Linked DNA regions of Lactuca sativa: region 2 is linked to region 1. A link is a contact called in public Hi-C data. All regions are on one chromosome and are shown on one strand. Each heading gives the region's core, a stretch centred on a gene start, on an enhancer-like site or on the middle of the called end of the contact. The rest is flanking DNA. Distances are from core to core; before and after follow the strand shown.

What was found. Hi-C and Micro-C count contacts between places; a contact is called where the count stands out from the background.
Region 2: a contact with region 1 is called in a Hi-C map of leaf, with 5 times the contacts expected there. The contact joins the promoter of LOC111895783 here to the promoter of LOC111895778 in region 1. A contact is called at or near these places in 4 of 4 Hi-C or Micro-C datasets (bud, leaf and seed).

The regions. Positions count from the first base shown.
Region 1 is chr9:152,865,750-152,872,587 of Lsat_Salinas_v11, forward strand. LOC111895778 reads left to right here and starts at 3,265. Exons shown (of 2, transcript XM_023891843.1): 1 at 3,265-3,512; 2 at 4,009-5,754. The coding sequence starts at 3,468. The coding sequence ends at 5,436.
Region 2 is chr9:153,203,816-153,210,653 of Lsat_Salinas_v11, forward strand. LOC111895783 (hydrophobic protein RCI2B) reads left to right here and starts at 3,498. Exons shown (of 3, transcript XM_023891848.3): 1 at 3,498-3,669; 2 at 3,876-3,967; 3 at 4,505-4,722. The coding sequence starts at 3,589. The coding sequence ends at 3,959.

The sequences.
Region 1 (6,838 bases), core at 2,015-4,514:
TGGTAGTAGAAGTGATGGTTGTGGCTATAGTGGTAGTAAAAATGGCCTTGACGAAGGTGGTGGGGGAAAGCGGAGTTGGTGATGCCAGTATGTAATATTCATATATGAATATACTAAATTTCATATTAACATATGAACATTACATCGCCCCGTCGCGATGGTACTCCGGAACGCTAGAGTGGCAATGAATAAATATGTGGGATGGATTCATTCTTGCATTCCCAATATTTTTTCATTCTAAAATTAACTTACCCCCACCCCCTCCTCCTCTTAACCAGATCGCAATTGAGACTTCAAAGTTCAATCGTAGCATTGAATAGACATGTCAATGGGTCAGGCTTGGAGTGAATCATCATTGATCCAAACCCTTTAAAAAAAATTCAAAACATAGCCCGACCCGTTCTAATAACCCTTTGGGTTTGTAATAATCTAATCCATACTCATATCCACTAAATCACAAGTATCCACCAAATCAACGAATACCCAACCCATTAACTCGATCTTTTTACATCATTAATTTCATAATTTTGATGTGTGCCACAATATAATATTTCTCAAAAAAGTTAAAATGTCTATTTAAACAATATGAAATACTCAACATCCATTAGAATAAACATTACTTAATAGTTAACAATCAAAATCCAATAGGAATACATTTAATAAGATCCACTCCCAACCCACTACAATAAACATTAGTTTATATATATATATATATATATATATATATATATATATATATATATATATATATATATATATATATATATATATATATATATATATATATATATATATATATATATATGAGACATGTTAAAAGTGGAGCGAATCGACAATGATCCACATCCAACCCATTTAATAAACGTAAATGGGTATGGGTAGTATATGAGTAAATGAATCAAAAATTAAAATCCAAACACATAACATTATTAAAAATTTGAAATGAATTAGAGTGAAAATTCGTTCCATTAAGAGGTTTAATATTAAACAATATTGATATGTTTTCAACAATAGACTATATCTGTTATATATGTTATATATAGGGTAGAGGTGACAATTGTTGACAAGACACAACAAAAATACCCGACACAAAATGAAATTGAGACAGAACTGAAATTCGAATTCATGTTCGTGTTAAGTGTACAAAACACGATGTCGTGTCGTGTCGTGTTCATGTTTAAAATTCGACACGAAATTGACACGATTTAACATTTATTTGTCGTGTTTTTCGTGTTTGTCGTGTTTGTCGTTTGCCGTGTTATGTATGATTAAATATTAATTATATAAACTATTTTTTTATTATGTTATCTTTGTCGTGTCGTTTCGTGTTTGTCATTTTTTGATCGGTTCGTTTTCGTGTAAGTTAGAAAAACATGACATCGTATCGTATCGTTTTCGTGTTACATAAAACATTGTCGTATCAGACAAAAACACAACACAATAATCCGATTTGTCACCCTAATATAGGTTCTATTACTCATAATACAGTACAAGAAAAGTAAAAGACGAATAGTATTATTTATATCATTAATATAACAAAAGAAAATGTTTGCAATCAATCGCACAACTATTTATGTGAGTATTAAATCTTAAAATAATAGATTAAAATTTCGTGAAAAAAAAAATTATATTCATTTTAAGCAAAAAAACAAAAAATGCTATTTGTTTTATACAAAAAAAGGAAGTGGACAGAGCATGATTAGGTATTTTTGTCTTTTAACATCATATTTTCTTAAAATGGTATAAGTTGATTTAGTTTTAAAGGCTTTATTTTCAAAAGTTGGCAGCAACCATAGAATCTTAATAAAACCCTATGCTACATGTTTGTAATAAAAGTTGAGAGGTGTTTGTTGTAATATCGGCAATGAAACAATTTCACAAAGTGTTATATATTTATTAATTTAAAAAGGTGGTATTCGGTTAGGTCCAAGCTGATTAATTACTACTGATCTAGTAGACACTTGTTAAGTTAACCGGTAAAAAATATTGTGTGGTATTAACAACCATTATGGACTAATAGATGAAAAAAAATAATATCTATCAAGTTTATAATATTACAATAGAATAACATATAGTATATAATAAAATAAATTTCATCTAAAAGTATTTTAGTTAGATAAATTATATTTAAAAAGAGAAAATTATGGATTATAGGGCATAATTGACTAATATATTAAAAATCTGATTAAAAGAGATAATGATTCTTACTAAATTGAACATTCTAATAAAATATGTTTAGAAGTATGATGTGCATTCTAAATGAATATGTTTATGAATATGAAATTATTTTTTTATTTAATAAAAAAAAATCTTTCTTGGCATAATATGACACACAAAGACATCATTTAGTTTAATAGCATGCTAAATAATTACATTTCATGAACTAGTTTAAATCAAAATACTAAAGAATCTTAGAAAGAAAAACAATTTCTATTTTGTATTTTCGAGGAATATGATACAAGAAAAATATTCGTGAAGTAAAATATATGAAAAAAAATAAGAATATCTTAATTTTTCAAGAAGTTGAGAGCAACAAAAACCATCATCTTCAATTGCCTATCTCACATGTTCAATTAGAGCAACAAAACATCTTGTTCTTATGTTTTCACGAATCTTTAAGTTGTCAAATGATACTAAGCGTGCGCGCGCGCGCACGCACACACACACACACACACACACACACACATATATATATATATATATATATATATATATATATATATATACACACGGAGAAAGTTCAAACAAAAACAATTATGAAATATAAACCGTGAGAACAAAATTTAATCACATATGAATAGTTTAATAATATGCAAATAAAATGGTTTAATCACATTTGAATAGCTTAATCACATGTGAATAAGAATATTTTATCATATATGAATAACTTAATCACATACGATTAATATATATGGTAAAAACTTTATTAAAATATAAAAGAATTTATATATATATATATATATATATATATATATATATATATATATATATATATATATATATATATATATATATATATATATATATATATATATATAATGAAATGAAGAAAGAAATGGCTTAAGTGCATGAGTTATGAAATAATGTGTTGATCGCTAATTGACAAGGTAGACAACTATACCACCAAAACAAAATAAAGCCGTTAAATGAAATGGTCCCTTACAAAGCTTGTCACTTTGCCTTTTGACAACTACATCTCATTATTTATCTCTTTTCCCTCATCTTTTTATAATTAATTTTAAGGACTCCAACTCACACATAATTGACAGATAACCATCATGTGAATGCCAGTCACTCCCCCATAAAAAGTTCCTTGCTTTTAAGCCCTATTTGTGGTTCTTCCTCTCACATACATTCTCCCACTCTTTTTCTGTTTTCCATTTTTGACAACCTTATCATTCTCTTTCTCTTAATTCACCTTCTCTCACAAGACCAAATCAAACACCAAACATCTCCATCCTGCACCCATGACTACCGAGGTTACTGTAGCCGATCATCCTGCTCTCCATGAGGTTTGAATTTCGGGTTTCTTATTTTCTCTGTTCTTCATTATATGTGCGTGGTATGATATGATTGAATCTTGATTGGGGTTGGTTTTGATTTGATTATACGAGTTCATCTTTAGTTAAACGTAGTAGCGACCTTAGTAGTTATCTGGCTGTCTGTTTTTTGTAACTTCTTAATTTTCTCTTAGTCGAGTAATATGTTTCTTCATGGATCTAATTGGATGAATATCTGATCTAATTATATGGATATATGCTAAAAGAGTTTCTTTATTATTAGTCAGAATATATACACGGATTAGTTCTTTTAGAATTGTTTGATTTGAGGATATCAGGGTATGCCCTGTAAAACAGATCAAATTTCCAACCTGAAAAAAAGTTAGTTCAATAACTCAGTATGCATGGCGTGTACTTGAATAATTAAAAAAATTTGTTATACTAAGATATGGCAGTTTATAACAAACGGGATGAACGTAAATACCATACATATTCAAATATATTGCAGGAAGTCAGCAAAGCGATCGATGGAGATCATGTCAAAGCAGTTGAACAAGAGGTTGAAACTCACAATACCGAAGAAGTGAAAGATTCACCAAACGTTGTTACTTCGTTAGCTGAAAAGGAAGAGCCAAAGATCGAAGACACACCATCTCCACCAACCGTTGAAGTGCCTGTAACTGTAACTGAAGAAACATGCAAGGAAACCATAACTGAACCTATTACTGTTGAAGACGTGAAGAAGGTTGAAGAGGAAGAAACCCCGAAGACTGAAGTGATCGTTGAGGATATAAAAACCGAAGTTCCAGCCGTTGAAGCAGAAGAAAAGGTAACCGAACCCATTGCAGCCGAAGAAAACGTAACTGAACCCGTTGCATCAGAAGAAAAGGTCACTGAACCCATTGAAGCAGAAGAAAAGATAACTATTACACCTGTTGAAGCAGAAGAAAAGGCAATTGAAACCGTTGAAGCAGAAGAAAAAGTAACTGAACCTGCTGAAGTAGAAGAAGCAAAGATTGAAGTAATGGCTACCGATAACGAAACCAAAGTGCCTTCAGTTGAAGTAGAAGAAAAGATAACCGAACCAGTTAACATTGAAGAAAAGCCAACGACTGAGGTGGCGGCAGTTGAAGAAACCCCAGTTACTAAAGTTGAATCGGAAGAAAAGAAGGTTGAAGCAATATCGGAAGAGATAAAGACCGAGGAGACTAAAGATGGCGTTGAAGAGGTGGTGCCGGAGACTGCTGAGAAAGAAAAGGAAGCAACCGCTGATATTTCTGAAAAGACCGAAGAGAAAACAGAAGTTGCAGAGGCAGTGGCGGAGATCGCTGAAAAGAACGTAGATGAACAAGTGTCTGTGAAAGAAGCAGTTCCTGAGGTTGAAGACAAGAAAGAAGATGATCCAGTAGTTCCAAAAGTAGACTCGGTTCCTGCTGATGAGATTGCTATGAAGAAACAAGAGGATTCTGATATTGTTGAAAAGAACGTAGATGAACAAGAAGTTGTTGCTAAAGACTTGCCTGAAATTCCTGAAACGAAAGAAGAACCCAAAGTAGTGGAGTGTGCTAAGGAAACCGAAACTGTAGAAACAAAAGAGGTCCCTGAAGATAAAACAACTGTTGTCGAACCAATTAATAAAGAACTTGAATCCGCTACAACTGATGCGCCAAAAGAAAATGGAGTTGCAAATGAAACTAAGGTAGAGGAAGCTGTTCAAACCAATGAAACTGCATCAAAAGAAGAGAAACCTGTTGATGAAACAAAATCAACTGAATCTGCTCCTAAAGAAGAAGAGAAAACTACCCAAAAGCCATCGATTAGCATTATGGGGAAGGTTAAAAAGTCGTTCATGAAAGCGAAGAAAGCTATCACTGGGAAGAATACCACGAGTCCAAAGACTCCGGTTCAGGAAACTAAAGAAGAGGAGAAGGCTTAATTAATCCTCCGAAACGGGTGGAAAAAAGGAAGAGAATGTGGTATAATTGTTTGTTGTGTGAGTACATTTTTTGTGTCTGTTTGTTTTTTGTCTGACGTTTTGGTGCCTATATAACTGGCTTGAATTTGTTTAGGAAGCATGCATGCTATCTTTTGGTGTGTATAATAGTTGGAGGTTTTGATTTGGGTTTCGTCATTTGTATAGGTTCGTCTTATTCTTTTTATTATTGTCGAACTTATTGTTTGGTCATATACTCATGTGTTGGTATTGTAATTATAAAAAGATATTGAATGTGAATATTATATATATATTGGTTAATACTTTTCTTTTCATTTACCAAAAATCCTCTGCTTTTTTAGCATTGGAGGCTGCTTTAAATGACTTTGAGGCTGTCAGTCCCCCATCATATTCTGTAGCTTCCTTTTGTGTACTTGAAGATTCCTTTCTGTCAATAAACATCAACATATTGGAAAAGCCTCTTACAAGTCAAAAGATTCCATGAACAAGAAACTGACAGCGGAGTTGTGTTAACTTTTTTGAATCTTTGCATAGAAATGAAAAAAAGAGTGAATTACAGTTTTAGTCCCTAAGGGTTGGTCAAAAATTCTATTTTGGTCCTTAAGTTTAGAATATGATAGTTTGCATGTTTTAACAAATTAGAGTATCGGTCCATCTATCCTTATAAAAAAAATAGAATATTACAAAAATGGTCCATGTGGTATGGCATAATAGACAAACTTGGTCCTTGCATTATTTGGATAGTACAAACTTGGTCCCTCCATTAAACGACGTTAATCACTTTCCGTCTAATGTCATCACGTGCATAGCATGTGAAGGTATTTTCGTCCTTTTACGTAGCTCCTTCAATTGCCATTGTATCAGTATTTTGGCTTGTCGATCTCTCTCTTTCACCTCAATATTTCATCTCCAACTCTCTCTTTCTTCTCCGACCCGTTACACACAAATACAAGAATCATCGTTTGTTTCTGTAGTCGAGGAGCTGTAATCCTGACATCATGGATCGACAACAACCCAGGTTGAAGGTTTTGGGCATGCTCGAAGTCTGGATCGAAGTGCCCATTCATTGTATGGGTCGATCCACAAATGTGCCTTAGATCCATGCAAATCATACTCAACTTGTTGAGGGGAAGAAACAGGCTCGAAGAAGCTCTTCAACATGCTAGAATGTTCAAGTTTTTATTCATATTTACTTGGGTTTTAATTTTCCTTTTTATTTGGTTGAAGATATGAACCGCGTAGCAGGTGGTGTTATGATGCTAGTTTGGGGGCTGTAATAATTTTTTTCCATTTTGTTGTAATGGATGTCTTTGGTGCAATGAAAATGTGGTTGGTGTAATTGACAAGTTTATGGTTTACTTAATGGAAATGTGGTTGGTTTTTG
Region 2 (6,838 bases), core at 2,248-4,747, 340 kb after region 1:
CAACCATGAAAAGTTCACCCAATTGTCCATTTTTTCCATGTTGCTATGAATCAGTAAAGTTTGGGGCTTATAAGTTTATGGCTTTGAATATTTGAATCAATGCTGAAAAGAATTTGAATATTAAAGAAATATATGTTAATATTGAAAAGAATCGGTTTTGATATGTACCCAATGGTTAACGGACTCTAAAATATGAGAACCAAAATCGGAACCGCTTAAGGCAGTTCCACATGTTAAGGAACCAAAACCGAAACCTCCGAAGATGATTTTGGTTCCGAAACCTGCCGTTCCAAGGCAGTTTCGGTTCCGAAAGCGAATACCATGTTCCGTGCCTCACCCATATGCCTTATGTTGTTATCTTAAAGATGTTGATTATTTTGACAAACATTTGTATTATGTTGTTATTTTGTAATATTTGTCTTCTACTAATTATTCTAAAAGGTTAATAACATAAATAATTGGTTTTTACGGATTAAACTTCATATCTATTTTTTCTCCTTCATTTTTTCAAGAAAACCTTCAATTTTTCTTTCAAAAAGACTTTCAACCTTTTAATTTTTCTATAATAACCCTCAATTTTTTTCCCAAAAAAAAACACTTACATTTGATAAGTTTTTTCACGAAAAAACTGCTAAATGGACAATATAAAATAAATGAAAAAATGCAAGGCTTTTTAAGGAAAAGATAAAGTTGAGCTTCAATTAGGGAAAAACACAATTTATCAGGTATTTTATGGCATTAGTTCAATTCTGAATATATTTTGATGCACATTTAAATGATTGTCATGTTTCAAGAAAAGACTCTTCACAGCGGTTGAAACAATAGTCATATGAAATGTCTAAACTACAAAAAAAGTATTTGCTTTTACAACTACGAAATCAGAATGCATGCTTATTGCAAAAGCTAGTAATAATAATTTTAACGAGTTACACAAGAAAGTGGCATATATTAGTCTTTACCATGATAGTGTTGCAAAGAGTCGTGAGTTTTTAAAATATACTAATAAATTAAAACGATTACATTAGGGATAAAATTTAGAACCGAAAAATCGGACCGGAACCAGAATCGAACAGGAATATATAGAACCAGTTTCGGTTTCGGATTTACAAATTGGCTTTATCCGGGTTCCAGGTAATCAGGATTTAGGTCGACCGGGTCCGGGTAAACCGAGTCTAAAAACTGGAACCGGTATTAGGAACCGGAACCACTTTTATGGCCAGAACCGGTTTTTGTGAAACGTTTAAAGGATGCATATCTCATTCATTTCAACTCCGATTGACATGCAGGTTTTTCCAACATGTAGTTTAGGATTTGTACATGATTTTAGACTATAAATTTGCCATTTTTAGTTTTATATTCATTGACTTACAGTCCCCCAAAGTCGAGATATCAAAGCTGAAAGTTTTTAGGTTTTCAAGTTGTTTGTATTCGGTAAAAGTTTTAAAACATGAATATCTAATTCGAATGAAGTTGGATTGACTTGTGGTTTTTTTCAACTTGTAGTTTACAGTTTGTACATGATTTTTTACTATAATTTTGTCTTTTTTTGGTTTAATATTCAATGATCTACAGTCCTCCGAAGTCGGGATATTAAAACTGAAAATTTTCAACTTTTCAGCTATTTGTTTTTGTACTGTGTATTCTATGAAAATGTTAACATATGCATATCCCATTCGTTTAAAATTGGATTGACATGCGGTTTTTCTTGAGTGTATTTTGGAGTTTGTACATGATTTTAGACTACAATTTTGTTGATTTTGGTTTCATATTCAATGAGTTACAGTCCCCCAAAGTCAGGATATCAATATGAAAATTTTCAAAGTTCAACCCACTATATAGTAAGTAAATACCAAAAATTCCGGTTTTTACGGGTTTTCCGGTTTTAAACTCACTTTATCCGGTTCCAACCTACCCACTTTGATGTTTCCGTATTTTTCGGTTCTAGACCCACTTATCTGGTACTGTACCCGGAATTGGTTCCTATACACCGGTCCGGTTTCCGGTTTTACAAAATCTCGTTAACTGATTCTAGGTTTTCCGGATCCAGGTTCGGGTTCATCCGGTCCGGGTTTGGACCCACTTTCATCCCTAGATTACATTACATTTCCAAAACATTTTTTATAAAAGAACAAGATTATTATATCACACTTTAATAACATTTATAAAAAGAAAGTAAATACTCACACATTTATAATACAATTCACAAAAAGAAAATAATTATATGAAAAGTTATCTACGTAAAGTAATCAAACAGAATATTTATGGAAAGTAAAGAAAGCAATTAGTCACATTTATAAGACATTATATATTAAGAAAATAACAATATGAAAGTTATTTATGTAAAGTAATCAAATAGATCTATGAAAGGAAAATAAAGATAATAAATAAACGTGAATTGTATATATGTGGAGGAGGTGGCAATGCAATGCATGTCGATCAAAAAAAAAGGAAAAATGAAAAAAGAAAATGCAAATATTGTGCTGTCGACAAACATTATACGTTACATGGGTCGGTCCGTCATCGAGGTTTGAACAGTGTACACGTCTTCCACGCGCCTAAAAGTGGATTAATGTTTTTAGTTATTTTCTATTTTATTGTTTTTAATTTTTAATAATTTCTTTAGTTCATTTAAGTTTTAAAGAGTATTAATTGAATATAAAAATATGTATATATAATTCAATAAAAGATATATAAGCGCGTAAGTTGACGTGTCTATAGGCGCGTGGGAATAGTGAGTGGGCATCAATGACAGATCGATGGGCTCTTTTTACTTTATTGGGCTGGTACCTGGGTGGTGGGTGGCATGTGGGCCGGATCCGGACGTGAAGGAGAAGATTTTAATTTTAATTTTAATTTTAATAAGTAAATAAAACACCCAACCAGAATTTTTTTCATAAAAAAATAAAATAATTTTATTAAATAATTATATTAGATGTGAGATTTATATATTACATGAGTTTATTTAAAAAGAAATTTGAATATTAAATTCTAAATATTTGAGAAGTTTGAATTTATAAGGAAAAAAATAAGAAAAATATTGACTTATTAAAATTAAAGTGTTTTTATTTTAAATTTAAACAAATAATTTAGATAAATAAACAAAAGAAATAACCAGGTTTTAATTTAATAATTTTAAAACTAAAAAGAAAATATATTAATAAATTTGATACTTATTTATTATTACATCTAACTACCATGTCAAACTTAATAAAATGAAAAATCCATAAATAACATCTAAAATAAAAATTAATTTAAAATAACCATAAAATAAGATGTGACAATATAAATAAAACTGTGACATGTAACCAAAAAAATTATTTATTAAAGAAGATTTATTTATTTCAAACTAAAAAAGAAAATAAAAATCGAAAACGTAAGAAATAAACTTTTGACACCATAATTTTCGTGGAGGAAGGAGGGACTGTGATCACAGAATATGACACGTGTCCTACTCAACCCCTTTCATCTTACAGGCTATAAATTGTCACCAAAGCCTAACTTTCTAAACATCACTAACATTCACATCGGACTCGAAATCGGAATCCAAATCCAAATCGAAGTTGAAATCAAAAGAGCAAGAGAAAGAAGATGGGTACAGCAACCTTTATTGACATAATTCTCGCAATCATCCTTCCTCCCCTTGGTGTGTTCTTCAAGTTCGGGTGTCAGGTAAACCCTAATCGCTCTCACTCGATTACTGTTTCTTAACAAGTAATTCGTCTATTTTTCTTTCTTCTGTATGCATATCGGTTGATCTAAGATAGAATTCTAGGTGAAATTTCGAAATTGTTGATGTTTAGTTCATTACTTTTCGAGGAATTAAAGTATTGAAGAAGCGAAATCTATGTATGCTGATTGTTGATTGTTGATTGCAGGTGGAGTTTTGGATATGTGTGTTGTTGACTTTGTTTGGATGGATCCCTGGGATTATTTATGCAATTTATGCCATCACCAAGTGATTTTTATGGTAAGTAAGAGTTCTGTTTGGTATAATTGTATATCATGCATTTTTTATTCTTTAAACAAAGTAATAAGCAATGAAAATATATATTTATTACTAATTTTTTAACTTCGAGAAAGATGTCGGTTGTTATTGTTCACAAGTGTAACCAAATTCTATTGTTACTTTTTAAAATCCATAAATATCAACGATATTAGTTTAATAGTTTAAGAAACAAAAAAGAAAAAGCTTATCTAACCAAATCCATAAATATCAACGATATTAGTTTAATACTTTAAGAAAGAGAAAAGAAAAAGCTTTTATGTAAGGTTCACTAACTTCTTTTCGGATAATATCTAAATAGTTTCAGCTGTTCCAAAAAAAATATCTAAATAGTTCCAAAAGTATAAACAAAAAAAATTGAAAAAAAAAACATAACACGTGGGCTGATTTTCTCTAGTATTTATTCAAATGAGAATTTTATTGTGATTATTGGAGCATAAAATGGTGATGGAACATTAAAAAGCAAGAAAGATTCTAATTATGTTGTTTTTTTTTCTTTAGGTTGTTGGCATCGGATCGGTTCTTATCAGATAGAACACCCATATTCTTGTCTCACTTGTTGTTTTCCTTTTGATTTTTTTAGTTTCTAATTGATGTGTCGTAATTTTTTTTTCTACATTTGTTTTGGTTTCAGTATCCGATTTGGATACAGTTGTGTGTTGTCCTTGAATGTTGATGTAAATTAGATCAATACATATTATTATGTTACATATTATCAATCATATGTTATATATATATATATATATATATATATATATATATATATATATATATATATATATATATATATATATATATATATATATATATATATATGATGATGTGGATAAGATTTAATTAAATGAATTATATATGACTCTTTGGTTTAACGTGCTCTAAAATGTGGTCTTGAAGAATAGATGATCAAACTACTCAATGCCAAGACCACAAATCGGAAATAAAATTGAAGGTGTATCCACCATAACCAAATAGCTTGTTTAAGGCTATTAAATTTGTTCGTCAATTGAATAGCAGCACCCTCGTCATCGAGCTCAAGATAAATTATTCCAATAAGAATTAACAATCTGATTAAACTCTGGTTCGTTTGTTGATCCTGGAGGAAAAAAGTAAAAGGTCTCATCAATAATCCAATACGACATTTGATTAAAAAGACACCAAGTCTAGCTTGCTTTTCTTACTGCAATTCGATACAAAACGTTCATCTAGATACAAATGCGATCTAGCTTGCGTTTCTTACTACAATTGGAACTAACACGAGTAAGAGAAAATGCACCCATAACAACTTCAAAGAGATCATTTACAACAATAAATTTGTTAAAATCATTCGCCGCCTCACTTCGAATCGTATTAAAGTCACCAAACAACAAATCCGAACCTTTATTGTTGCTGATAAACATTTGAATGTAGTCACAAACCATCTTTTTCTACAACTCCTGGGATGCACATGTTGTAACACCCATAAGATAGGGCTGGATGATTAAACAATAATAGGATAATTATTCGTCATGACGATAAATAGATTTTTCAATGCAATATTATTTAGGGGAAATGATCTAAGCGAAAATCAAATAGTTGTTCAACCGAGAGTATGCATATAGAGAACATCCAAATCTGACTTCATGAGAGGAAGTTATGATTTTTCGAAGTATCCAACGCAACTGTGTTAGCACAGAAACCGAAATTCAAATCGGTCGATCGTTATGAAAAACATTCTAAACGAGCATCGAAGATCTCATTAATAGGTATCTATTGATATAAAGACAATCGAGAATGGATATCGTATACAAGAATTATGATTTTTATACGGATTTTAACAATCTAAGTCTATTAAAAATATAAATTTAAAAATAAAGAGAGAATTAGTTGATGGATTCTAAATGAAAATTGTAGATCTCATTGATAGCTACGCGTATTAAGAAGAAATGATTTTTTGAAAAATCAAAATTTTGCACGCGCGCGAGGGACACAATGCTCAACAGGCTGCCGAGATGGTGTTGTGGACGAATCTGGACCTTATGGCGGCAAGAGGCAGGATCAATGTCTCTTGAATTGTGCGATGCACATCTTGTCGATACATGGTACACACTTATCCAACTATAAATACCCCTCAAATTCCTTCATTTCTCAACCCATACTCTCTTATCTCTCTCTGAAAACTCTCTAGTTCCTGACCACTTTAGCGACGCCCTACGGCGTCAGATAACTAGAGAATAGAAGTTCCCGTGTCACAGTTCAGTCTGCACAATTCCCCGTTTTCATTAAAATACTTTATAAGTTAAGTTGCACTTACTCTGCTTTAAGTGTAACTTGTAATTATACTCATAGTTATTATTATGAACCTATAATTAAGATTTATTAGTAATTTCAAACTCATTATATTGATTGATCTACTAACGAGGATGATGTATAGGCTAGATTTAGCGAGGTGTACATTTAAAGTGGGATTTCCAAACATTATATACCAAACGGACCGTACTTTCGATATGATCCTACATGGTTATTCCTTACTTGATAGATATTGTTGTAAACATTCAGATTACTGAGGAATCTATACTATCATTAGTCACATGAATATAATACCAAGACTTCAGTGATATGAACTTAGGTCATGTCATAGGAAAAGCTAAAGTACTAAGGCGAAGTTATGCCCAAATTGCGAGGCATCCTCTTTTATCAATTGAGTGCATAGTTACTTTCATCTTACAAATAGACATGAACTATTTAGATAATTGAATGCTATATATGCTTATGTGCAAAGATGTTATGTTTTAGGTGAAATATTATAAAGATAAATTTTATATGACTTATGTTGTATATATATTTTCATGAATATAA